2 separate regions of the Macaca mulatta genome follow, and region 2 is linked to region 1. A link is a contact called in public Hi-C data. All regions are on one chromosome and are shown on one strand. The core of a region is the stretch at or near the end of the contact, and the rest is flanking DNA. Distances in the headings are between cores, read along the strand shown.

Region 1 (6,381 bases), core at 1,177-3,676:
TAGCAAGCCTGGGACTACAAACATTTTATATTTATGGAGCTTCTCACACTTTATGAGGCAAAAGCACTCTAAATGTATAGTCCATTAACAGGAGGTAGCCACGGCAGAGTGGACGGGGAACAAACTGGGGCCAGATCTGACTTGGCCACTTAAGAACTGTCTGTGTGATTTAGGGCAAATGTCTTAACTTCTTTGAGTCCCATTTGCTTCCATCTGTAACACATGAATATTTACCCATCTTTACTATGAATGCCTCCTTTTCTTTGGATACCTACTATGAGCCAGGCACTTGGAAGACATTTGGCCATTTAATCATTAATCATTTCATCTGCGTCACTGTCCTGTGACATAGACATCATCTCTAGCATGCAAATTAGAAAAACAAAACAGATGCTGTCAGTCCCCCACACATTCCCTCCTGGCCCACGCTGGAGGGCATCTATGTGGCTTCCTGTGTGTCTCCACCCCATGGCACTCTCTTGCTGCTTGAGTCTCCTCTGGCCACAGCAGGCAGTGTGAAATGGCCAGGGAATTAAAACTTCCAAGAACAACCCTCAGCCAGTGAGGGATGGAAGTTGGTGGATAAACACCCCAGCACCCTCACCCTGCAGTAGACCAACCCCAGGATGTGCCCTGCACAGTCTTCAGGGCCCTTGTGGCACTGAGACCGAGTTGCCCACTTGTGAATACATCAATAATTGGGTTTCCTCCCTTTTCTGAGTCCCTGCCCAGTCCCTCCCGGTGCATCCTGGGATCAGCTCCCAAATGAACTACTTGCACTCAAATACTTGTCTCAGGATGTGCTTTTGGGGAAACCCAAAGTAAGACAATAGCTGAGGTTCAGAGAGTTTCAGTTGCCCATGATCTCACAGTTAAAAAGCTTGGCTGAGCCACAGTTGACCATCTTCCTCTGATTTCAAAGTGCCTGTCCTTGTCCCCTGGCCTCTCTGCCTTATACCCTACCCGGCTGTTTGGGAATTAAGTGAGATAATGCAAATGAAGAAGAGGGTCAAATAGCAAGTGAATGATTTTAATGCTTTCACTGGCTGTTCCCCATGGCCCTGTGAGGTGGACAAGAGGTAGACAAGTTTGATGCCCACTCTATAGAAAACTGAGACTCAAGGCCTTGTACAAAGCGACCGGCTAATAGGTGACAAATGACAAGATGATTCTCAGCTCCTCCAGGTCCATTTTGCATCTTTCTCTGCATTTCTCTGTACCTGGGGGGCTAATGCCACTGGACATCTCCACCCAGGACCCCTTGCCCTCTGGCTTCTAGTTTCACCCAACAGAAGGCACGGACAGGAAGAGAGAAGAGAGGGTTATTTAAATCCCTAGTCCCTCTTTGATGGGCTGTGTTTCTCTACCTAAGCCATAGCTCCCTTCCAACCGCTTTAGGTTTTTTGTTTTTTGTTTTTTTTTTTTTTAACTAATTTAGATTTATATGGGTTTTTTTTTTTTTTTTTTTTTAGAAATCTCAAATCCTGGGGAAGAGAAGAGGAAATGACGTCAGTTCACTAAGACCCCAGCACACTTTCCAAGTGCCAATTGGCCCCATCCCTGTCTCAGGGCTCCAGCTCTCACTGATACTGTGGGTAGGAGCTCACCCTGGTCTTGCCCTTCGGCAGGCACTAGGACTTCTGCTGTTTCTGGTCCCAGAGTGTTTCTTACCCAAGCCCACATCTCTACAAATAATCTTCATGACACTCTCTTCACTTAAATCTTTTGAAGTGTCATTTTCATTCTTGTTGAGACTTTGGCTGATCTGGAAGCCTTAGCAATCAATGAAAGGGGGAGAAAATAGAATACGTATGGAGCAAATACCATTCTCCAGGCTCTGTGTTGAGTCCTCTGTTCGTGAGCCTCACAATACTGTTGTGAGGTAGGGAATAAGATGATTCTCATTTCACACATAAATGACTTGAGGCTAAGAAATGGTACATGGACCAAAATCCAGGTCAGTCAGAATTGACAGCCCATGCTCTCTCCCCAACACCACAAAGACCACACTGTTCTCTAACCTAACTTGCCTTCACTGTAAATAACTATTGGGACCAGAGCCCTCCAACCTTGCCCGGGGCATGTCAGGAAACCCAAGCACACCCTGCCTATGGCAAGGGTGTAGCATCTTTGTGACAAATGAGCTTTCCATGAATGGAAACAGCCTTTCCCTTCGGTGAGGAGAGGCAGGATTTCATGTGAATGTGTGATGACTGGCAGGGAGCCAAGAATAAGAGCAGGAAATGGGAGCCCAAGTGAGATAACTGCCACGGACATTGAGGGGAGGGGGCAGGATAAACAGAGGGGGTTCAATTTTGCAAAGCATTGGAGAGCTTGTTGGATTAAAGACGGCCCTTGGGGAGAGTCGGGGATATTAGGAAAAGGGGGAGCCAGCCTTGGCAGGCAGCGGAGACTGACTGCTGGTGGAGCAATTAAAGGGCGGAGCAAGTGGGCAGGAAACCACAGAATAATGCAAAACCCAAAAGCAGGCATCTAAAATGTGCAAAAAAAAAAAAAAAATTATAAGGCAAAACATAGCAGACCAGAGTGTGTGCTTAGTAGCTAAAAATATTTGAGACAACATGTTAGAATGAGAAACATATGGAGTAAGCGGCAGCTGCCATTCAATTTAGCAGCTCAAGAAATGTGACTTGTCCCCATGGGCGCTGGGAGGAGGAAATACTTGGAAAGAAAGAGTTCAGAATTCTAAATAAAGACATGAGGCTGAATGGGCACAGAGGAGTTTTCCCCAATATTTGACAATTGTGAATAAAATCAGAAATACTAGATGAATCGCAAGATCCATTAGAATAGTGCCAATTGTATTCTCCTCACTCTATATAAATCTACAATGTACCCATTACAAATTAATCATAACTTCCAGCTATTTAGCACCCACATACCGGGCACTTTGCATATATTATTTTGAATTCTCCCAACAACCCTGCAAGTAGTATTATTGTCCCCATTATATAGATTTTGAAGCTGAAGCACAGAGAGTTTGACGTCACACAAACATCTGGTGAGAGGCCTGGTGAGGAATTAAATGCAGATCACTGTCCCCGGGGACATTCCATTACCCCATGGCAAATCCCAAAACCTAAGCTTTCAAAATGGTCAGATACTCTCATTTTCAGAAGAGAAAACAGAAGTATGAAAAGGGGAGAGATATATCCTACAGAAGTGGAGACCCTAGAATTTCACCAAAGTTCTAGGGAGTTTGGGAAATCTTAACATTACTGAGCCCAATTCCTCTACTTTAATGTCAACATGATCCCGCCAAGATCCCAGAGCCAGGGCAGCAGGGTAGCACATTTTTCAAGCACAGTAGCACAGATTCCTACCATTCATGTATTCATTTATTCAGTCAACAAACATTTATCAAGTCCCTACTTGGTGCCAACAACCATGTGCTATGAAAATATTTTTCCAGTAGGCAGCTAGAAGGTACTTGGTTTGTGTTTCCTTTTGGGTTTCTTTTTCTTTTTTCTTTTTAGCACATTTCCACTTAATTCACTGCATCAGGTCCGCAAATTCTCCTCCAAAAACTCAGTTCAGCTAATAACCAGCATACTGCTCTCTTTAGAATATTTATGATCAAATAACAGTCCTTTGTTTTTTCCAGTGGTGATTGTGTTTTCTGTTCAGTAACAATGGCAGCTCTGAAAGCGTGTATTTTCTTTAGAAAGCGTGTATTTTCTTTAGCAAATATGAACAGTAAAGGCCTCTTATATTCCCTTTTCAGAGCTGAAGAAGGTAATTGAAAGGGTGCTTTGTAAAAGGATCTGAAAAAACAAACATGGATTTGGCTAGAATTTTATTGGAAATCTGGAAACCTAGAGGGGGGAAGAAAATAGGTTTTCCAAATACCAAAACATTCTGAACAAACATGCTGACCTACTCATCAATAAGCTTTTGCTCTGTAACAAATGACTCCCAAAACTTAGTGAGTGAAGACAACAAACCCTTATTATTTCCCATGAACCGGTGGGTCTGCTCTGTGGTTTGTCTGGGCCCCTCTGGCCAGGACTGGGTGGTCTAGGACAGCATCCTCAACCGTTTGGCACCAGAGACCAGTTTCATGGAAGACTTTTCCACAGATGGGGTGGAGTGGGTAGAGAGGACGGCTTTGGGATGAAACTGTTCCACCTCAGATCATCAGGCATTCGTTAGGTTCTCCTAACAAGCATGCTAGCTAGATCCCTCGCATGCACAGTTCACAATAGGGTTCATGGTCCTGTGAGAATTTTTTTTTTTTTTTTGAGACGGAGTCTCGGTCTGTCATCCTGGCTGGAGTGCAGTGGCTTGATCTTGGCTCACTGCTACCTCCGCCTCCCGGGTTCAAGTGATTCTTCTGCCTCAGCCTCCCGAGTAGCTGGGACTACAGTCGAGCACCACCAACCCAGCTAATTTTTTCTTATATTTTTAGTAGATTTGGGGTTTCACCATATTGGCCATTCTGGTCTCGAACTCTGGACCTCGTGATCCACCCGCCTTGGCCTCCCAAAGTGCTGCGATTACCACCGCGCCTGGCCTCCTATGAGAATTTAATGCCGTCACTGATGTGACAGGAGGCGGAGCTCAGGTGGTAATGCTCACTCACCTGCCACTAACCTCCTACTGTGTGACCCAGTTCCTAAGAGGCCACAGATCAGTACCAGTCTGTGGCCTGGGGCTTGGGGACCCCTGGTATAGTATACCACAGACATATGTCTGAGGCCTTGCCTGGGATGCATGGGGCCTCTCTTCCTTCAGGACCCTGTGTCTGAGGCCTTGCCTGGGATGCATGGGGCCTCTCTTCCTTCAGGACCCTGTGTCTGAGGCCTTGCCTGGGATGCATGGGGCTTTCTCTTCCTTCAGGACCCTGTGTCTGAGGCCTTGCCTGGGGTGCATGGGGCCCCCCTCTTCCTTCAGGAGCCTATGTCTGAGGCCTTGCCTGGGGTGCATGGGGCCCCTCTCTTCCTTCAGGAGCCTATGTCTGAGGCCTTGCCTGGGGTGCATGGGGCCCCTCTCTTCCTTCAGGAGCCTATGTCTGAGGCCTTGCCTGGGGTGCATGGGGCCCTGTCTCCTTTCAGGAGCCTATGTCTGAGCCCTTGCCTGGGGTGCATGGGGCCCCTCTCTTCCTTCAGGAGCCTATGTCTGAGGCCTTGCCTGGGGTGCATGGGGCCCCCCTCTTCCTTCAGGAGCCTAGCCTGGGCTTCTTCACACACCATGGAAGGGTTGTCAGTAGCAAGCCTAGGCAAGTGCTTTACAGGACTTTGCTGTATCACATTGGCTACTCTCCCACTGGCTAAACCAAGTTACAAGGCCAAGCCAGATTCAAGAGCTGGAAGAATAGACTCTGCTTCTTAAAAAGTGGGTCTACAAAATATTGTGCCCATTTTTTTCTCTCATTCCTTCTGCTGCTGAGACTTTTGCCGGCTGAGAGCCCTCAACTGTTATCTCTCTCCAGAAATTGCTCTTTTTTCCCTGAAGAAAGCTGCCTCACTGAAGGACACCCCACCTTCCCAGGGGCAGTCTATAGTGGTAACTGGCTGTCTTAGTTCATTTGGGCTGCTACAAAAGCGCCATGGACCGGGTGGCTTAAGAACAACAGAAACTCATTTATCACAGTTCTGGAGGCTGGAAGTCGAGGGTCAGGGTGCCAGCACTGCTGGGTTCTGGTGGAGGTTCTCTCTGGGATGCAGATGGTCGCCTTCTCATTTTATCCTCACATGCCAGAAAGAGAGCAAGAGAGATTTCTGGGGTCCCTTTTATAAATCCCACTCATGAGGGTTTCATCCTCAGGACCCAATCACTTCCCAAAGGCCCCATCTCCATCACATTTGGGGGTTAGGATTTCAACATGAACTTTTGGAGAGACACAAACATTCAGCCCACTGCACCAGTCAATACAGGAATATAAAGGCCTAGGCCATTGCCCAAATCTGGGACAAGTCTGAAGGTTCAGAGCTTCCCAAAGGGGTCAGCTGAGGCTCTAGATGAAACTGAATTGCAATCCAACACCTCTCTCTTTTCAGTCTCACTTCCTGCCCTGCCACCACAGGTGTCCATGCTGAGCACACCTCCTGGTAAACCTATGCACTCGAATCTCTGTCCAGCACCTGCTTCCTGGGGAAATCAACCAAACAGATGATGCCAGGAGTAGTCTGAGAAAGAAGATGCTAAGATGGGAACTGAGGCTGCCAGCTGACCACTGACAGGCAATGAGAACCCTGTTACCATTGGTACACTGAGTTGATATAGCCTGTCACACAAGATGGTGATGAAACTGGCAAAACTTCCAACGGTGTTAAAATGGAATGGGATAGAGGTGGAAGGAAAGGCACTAGAGGGGCAACGTGTTGGTGTTAAAAATATGTGGGAAATAGCCATTACAAG
Region 2 (6,311 bases), core at 1,091-3,590, 710 kb before region 1:
AAGCAGATTGGCTGGGATTTTCTGCCATCTTTACACAGAGACTCAGCTGGCTTAGGGAGGCTCCAACTTTGTACCACCATGATTGTCAAGACAGGAAAAAGAAGACATGGGGATTTGGTCACTGGCTCCTAAAGTTTCCATGTGAAAGCAACACAATCACTTCTGCTCTCATTCCATTGGCCTAAGCAAGTCCTATGGTCACATCTAACTTCAAGAGAATGGGGTAGTGGATTTCTACCACATCCCAGGGGAGAGGAAAAAGTAGAAAACATTTTAAAATACTACTGCAGACACAATGTGTTTCTCTCTACAATAGATCTGCTAATCCGTATCTTAAGAGGAAACCCAAGCTCTGAGAGGTTAAGTCATTTGACCAAGGTCACACAGCCAATCCTCTGTGAAAACAGGACTCAACACATGCCACTCACCCTGACTGTAGGATCTATAGGGACAACATCCACAAACTTTGTATAGAAAGCAGAACAGTTTCAGGATGGGGGGCAGGGAGGCCCTGCAGAAAAGGAATTGAACAGGCATGATGGTGGACAGAATAGGAATTGAATAGGCATGATGGTGGACAGAATAGGAATTGAATAGGCATGATGGTGGACAGAATAGGAACTGAATAGGCATGATGCACCTTTGTGTTTGTGTTCTGTGATTGATCCTGGGAAAGGGAAGAAGGGGCAGGGGAGTTTGTGTCAAACTTCAGTAGAAGAAAAGTTTGGACAGGTAAGAATATCACGCGTCAGAGTACAGCAGAGACACATGTGTGGAGGATGAGGGCAGTGTTTCAGGCCATTACTCTGGCAGCAGTGAGGAGGCTCCCGGGGAGGGCGGGCTGTTGCAGGAGTCCGGGGTAAGGTGAGGAGGGGCAGACAGGAATGAAGGCGGCGGGAATGCAGAGGAAGGGCTGGACCTGAGAGCTGCAGAGGAGGCTCCAGTGAGGTCCACTGGTGGAAAAGAATCGCCATGCGATTTGCAGAACACCAGATATTCTTCAGCCTTCACTCTTCCCACCCCAGTCTGGTATATTGCACCATTTGTTTAAAAAAAAAAAAAAATTCCCCAAGACCTTTTTCTCTAGCTTTCTTCCTTATTTTTCATGGTCTCTTCTTAGAAGGGGGGCAGTCACACCGCGGTGGGAGGCCCTTCCTGCCTGACCCTTACCGTGCGGGGTACCGTTCCTGTCACCATCGCCAGGATCAGGCTGGCCCTTACAGTGAAAGGAAATCTTCCAAGGCCTAAGGAGGCAAGAGGCCTTCAAGTCGCCTCCTGCTCAGCAAAGGGGTTGCTCAGCAGGCCGGGGTTCCTGGTCCACCCCAGGTCCCTGGTTTGCCCACCTCCGATGGCGGCCTTCGCTGGCAGTGTGGGCGCCTCTGGGGAGCCAGCTCCATCTCAGCGCCTTTAGAACCTCATCTCTTCCACGTCCCCGGCCTTCCTCCCCTTCCAGGCTGCTGTCCCTGCCGGGGTCCAGATAGTGTCCGAGGGCCGGCGGTTCGACGGCGGGCCCGGGGTTCAGCCTCCCGGCCTCCCTCGTCCCCGACTCTCCTTTCTTCCGAGAGGGCGCGGGGTCCGGGGCCAAAGCGCCGCTCTTGGGATTCTCCTGGACTCGGAGGTGCCCCAGGCGGGCGCAGCTCTGCCCCGCGGGGTGCCAGCCTCGGCGGGCAAGGTCCGTGAGTCACCGCCTGTAACCCAACACCAGGCCTCCCTGCCCCCTCCCCCAGCTCCGGCCGCCAGGCCGCGGCGACACCTACAAGAAAATGAAGGGGCGCCTGGGCCCGCGGCGCCCCCGGCCGGATGGCGAGCAGGTCCCGGCGGCCCCCGGCTCGCGGCGCTCTAGCTTCCCTGGCCCCGGGGCTCGGTCAGCCGCAACCGCCGTCCCGGCGCGAGCAGGAATCCAGGCCGAGCGGCCGGAGCCGGAGCCCCGAGGCGGCGGAGGGCCCGCGATAGCTGCGACTGGCGAGCCCTAGAGCGCCCGGGGAGGGGGCGCCCAGCTTGGAATTTCCCGGTCCCCTCCGGCCCAGCGAGGACCAAGCGCCCCTGGCCGCCGCCGCCGCCGCCGTGGCCTACGCCGCGCCGCACAAAGAGCGAGTCGCGACACGCTCCCATCCCCCTCCCAGCTCACGGCGGCCCCGGCCCGGGGTGGCTGCAGGGAGGTGGGGGAAGCCCTAGCTGCACCGCCCCTCGCTCCTCCTCCCCCGGGGCAGCGCGAGCGCCGTCCCTGCCCCCGCCCCCGCCCCGTCTGCGCGTCCTCCAGGGGAGGGGTTGGGGGGCGCGGCGCCCCACATAACACTCCCCCTCCTGCGCTCCGAGCCACCCTCTCCCCTCCTTCCTGCAAACACCACCGCCTCCCCTGCCACCGCCGCCACCTCGCCCGAAGCTCCACAGTTCGCCGCGGCCGGGGGGCGGTGCGCGGACCGTGCGCGCCGCGGGCGCCAGATGTGCAGTCCCCGCCGCCGCCAGTGACCGAGCCGCAGCCCGAGCGGGATCGGGCCGCCTCCCTGATGCTGCGGGGGCGACCTTGAGCGTACCGCGGCTTCCCTTAGTGGGGACCACGACAACCCAGCGCTGTGCCCGGTGTTGCCCTCTGCAGCCCGGCTCGCCCCGCGCTTGGACATGGAAGGGGCCGCCGCGCCCGTGGCGGGGGACCGCCCCGACTTGGGGCTGGGGGCGCCGGGCTCTCCTCGAGAGGCGGTGGCGGGGGCAACTGCTGCCCCCGCGGCGGCGGCCGCCCCGGAGCCCAGGAAGCCTCACGGGGTGAAGCGGCATCACCACAAGCACAACTTGAAGCACCGCTACGAGCTGCAGGAGACCCTGGGCAAAGGCACCTACGGCAAAGTCAAGAGGGCCACCGAGAGGTTTTCGGGCCGAGTGGTGAGTGGGTCAATCCTGGAGGGTGCGGGGGAAGCTGGCTGGACGGGCTGGGGACCGATGGCGTGGGAGGCGGGGATCTGTGCGCCCTAGGGCTCTCTTGACAGAGAGGGGGCTCATTGGGAAGCCCCGAGACAGACTCCTCACTCTTTCCCTAGCACCCCGTGACTCAGGCGTGTCTCTGTCCTGAAACACTTGTTACATCCTGTCTGCACATATTTTATTTTATTTTTTGGTTTGTTTTAAAAAATTTAATCCCAGCAGCAAAGGAATGTTTTAGATTTGCAAACATTTTGCAGCGTTGGGACGGCCGGGGTCTCCCTCGCAGGCACACATTCAGACCATGCCCCGAAATGCCTTATTTCCACAACTCTCCAAATAACCACATTCCCAGCTAGGAGCTAGCCCCTCAAGTCCCGTGTTTTTAGCCCCTCAAGTCCCGTGTTTTGTAGGTGTCCCTACCCCCTTGCACCCATCTGCCCGCAGCCCCTTGCTCTGCATCCTCCCACTCAGACTCTGCATTGCCCTGATGATGCTGTGGCTGCAAGGGAGGGCGACTCCTGCCTGTTTTTGAGACAAGGTTAGGGAGCAAAAATAAAGACTACTGCAAGTCTGAGGATTCTAACAGTTTGCATTGTGGCTTTGGGAGGAGTGAAATGTCCAAGGCATGTGTAGCTACACAGATAGCTGTGCTTAGTTGCAGCCGGCTCAATTGCGTTTCAGCTCCTGGTTGCAGGGCTACCAAACTGCTGAAGGGGTCTGGCCCCGCTGCTCTTGTGACAGCTGACACCCTGCCAGGGTCCTGGCACCATTTGCACAGCTACAAGAAGTGCTTTGAGTGCCTTGGGGTCTGTCTGCCTTGTCCCAGCCTTGGTTTGTTGTTATTTTCACTTCTGCAGAACAGGCCCTTGAAATCCACACTGCTTGTGGCTAGAGAGTTGGGTTCAAAGTGACTGACTGTTGCAGAAAGATTTTGTGTGGTGTGTGGCAGAAAATTAACATGGTTCTTTGATTTGAAACAGATCAGATGTATTTTAATCGATTTAGGGCCAAAGTCAGAAACTAGTTATGGGGCTTCTTGTGTGCACTTTTGGGAGTGTTTTGGGGGCTCAGGGTTGCTTATAAACAACAAATGACTGCAGGAAAAAAGGAAAATGAGCTGTCAAATAGCAGCTTAATATTGACATGTTTCTTTTGCATTTGGGCAGGGACAGTTCTGTGAAAAAAATGGGGGTGCCAAGTCAGCAAAGTTCAGTCCCCAAATTCTCAAATATCTGGATATCTGGATAATGTCCTCCCAACCCATTTCTCAGATTCGGTGTTTGAGTCTATATAACTTCATCCCATAACGTTATTTTAAAAAAAAATCTGTTATCAATTAATTGGAAATTTGAGATGTACATTTCTTTTTAAAGCTAGCTCTGTAATAAATTCTACAGCAAGCAAGTAGTTGAGAATTCACTCTGGGCAGGTGCCATTTTTGTAGGATGAAATTGTTACAGGGGCGGGTTGTAGGGGTGGCCTCTGATGAAGGCATTTTCAGGTTTGTGGAAGAAGAGGCTGGGACATGTGCGCTTCATTCATGCTTTTCTTCTGAGGTGATATTCCCCAGGCTGGATGTTGAATAAGCAAAAACTAAGCTTAGCTCCCTGCTCATGTTGTCTTAATAGCTGCTGAAGAATCGCACTGGGAAGGTGGGAAGCAGAATAATGAAAAACAGACGCAGTTCGAGTTGCAGGTTGAGAATGTGAGACTATGAGGGGTTGTTGAAGTGGTAAGGGTGTGCCTGGGGTCTGTGAAGGGACCCCAAAGTCTAAATGCTGGGGCACTGCCTCAGACCCTTCTAAAGAACGAACCCTTGTCTTATGGCAGATGCCTTTCTGAGCGTCAGTGGGACTTCCTGTCAGGCGTTCTTCGAACTGCCTGATCCACAGACTAGGTTAGAGTGAAAGGCATTTGCATCAGTAGGCAGCAGTCCGCCTTTCTCTTTGGGGGATGTCTTTCTCTTATTTGCAGAAACTGAACATTCCGTCAGGATTTAGTCAAGAGGCCGCGAGGGGGCGCCCTGAGAACGAGAGAGGCTTCTTTACCAGCCACAGGTCTGAAGTCCCGCTGTGTTATTGTTCAACCCTAGTTCAGTTTCCCATTGTGCTATTAATTTCAGCTAAATCACTAGTTTTACCCCAAAATTATATAAAGATTTTAAATCTGGCATCAGACCCACGCCCAGAAACTGGCAGTCTCTAAAATGCTTCATTTATTCACGGGGCTGCTTTCTCCTTGATAGCTAAGCTTATAGAATGTTAGCCAGATCCCTGGGTGAAAACCTTGCATAAAACAGATGGGAAAACTGAGGTTTGGGGAAGGGAAGTCCTCCTTGGCCCCCCTGTCCTCCCCCTGCCGAGCACACTGCTCACGGATGGTGTTAAGAACTTAAGTGAGAAACAGGAATTGTCAAGTGGAGAATTTCCTGTGACTGGCTGAACAGAAAATAACACCAAACACACAAGAAATTGGTCAACGAGTTGTTCTTGCCCATACAGTGCCTGGTGACTCAGAACCTGTTAAGAGCAGCAAGAAATTTTCATCTAAAATATGAACTTGGAGTTTTCTTCTGGTACCGATGATGTGCTAAACATTCATAACTTGCTTTGAAGGTGCAGTTGAGGAGAACTGAAAGGGCGCTATCTTAATTTAGCCTTTTGATCTTTGGGTAGAATTTTGAAGTGATGCTTTATTTTCATTTGCATCAGTGCCTTTTACAGCGTCTCTCAAGAGGAGCAGTGGTTCTAACGTATTTTACTAATGTGAGTGGCCCAAGACAGGTGCCGGGTACGGGGCTCTATGAAATGCTGTGAAATCAACATCCCTGTTGAAAGCAGGGGCTCTTTTCAGAGAGCAGAGAAGTTTCAAAAAAATGAGGATGTGGTGGTTTTTAATTGCATACCTGGAAGGACCTTCTGAATAAAACACAACACAACACAGCATCATTTTCTATGTGCCGCTAAAGGCAGTTCTGAAGAAAAGTGCAGAATGAGATGCTTGGAGTCAGCTGGTGCGACCGTGTGCGCCATCCAGGCATCCTCCTGCAGTCTTGCGGCCTCTGCTAAAGCATGTCCGTGAGACCAGGACTCAGAGTGGCTTGTTCCAGAGATGAACAAGCTCAAAAATGAGGCACTCTTGCAGAAAGGCTAAGAGCCCTGGCTTACATTCAAATCCTTGATCTATCCCCTACTAGCTTTGTGTCTTTTGGCAAGCTATGCGACTTTTTGAAACCTCAGCTTCTTCATCGGTAAAACGAGCTACTAAGAGTACCAACTTCATGGACTTGTGAGAACTGAATATAGTGATCTATATAAAACCTCAAAAGGGGACATTAATCAATTTAGTTCCTCCTTTGAGCAGATTTTTTTTTCTCATCTCATTTTAGGATTTCA

Evidence for each region. Hi-C and Micro-C count contacts between places; a contact is called where the count stands out from the background.
Region 2: a contact with region 1 is called in a Hi-C map of fetal cortical plate, with 3 times the contacts expected there. The contact joins the promoter of NUAK1 here to the enhancer-like site in region 1. A contact is called at or near these places in 6 of 14 Hi-C or Micro-C datasets (blood, cortical neurons, fetal cortex germinal zone and 3 more).

What each region holds. Positions count from the first base shown.
Region 1 is chr11:112,651,231-112,657,611 of T2T-MMU8v2.0, reverse strand. No RefSeq gene overlaps it. Among named protein-coding and RNA genes, the nearest start is that of C11H12orf75, 81 kb to the right of the region's middle. Within about 2 kb of position 2,426, at least 5 of the 40 cell types and tissues checked have an H3K27ac peak or open chromatin away from gene starts, as enhancers often do. A contact at or near this core is called in fetal cortical plate, where this site is marked.
Region 2 is chr11:113,357,929-113,364,239 of T2T-MMU8v2.0, reverse strand. It overlaps NUAK1 (NUAK family kinase 1), which reads left to right and starts at 2,340. Exons shown (of 7, transcript XM_001098986.4): 1 at 2,340-2,877. The coding sequence starts at 2,620. It overlaps LOC114670941 (a long non-coding RNA gene), which reads right to left and starts at 1,776. Exons shown (of 2, transcript XR_013401303.1): 1 at 1,171-1,776.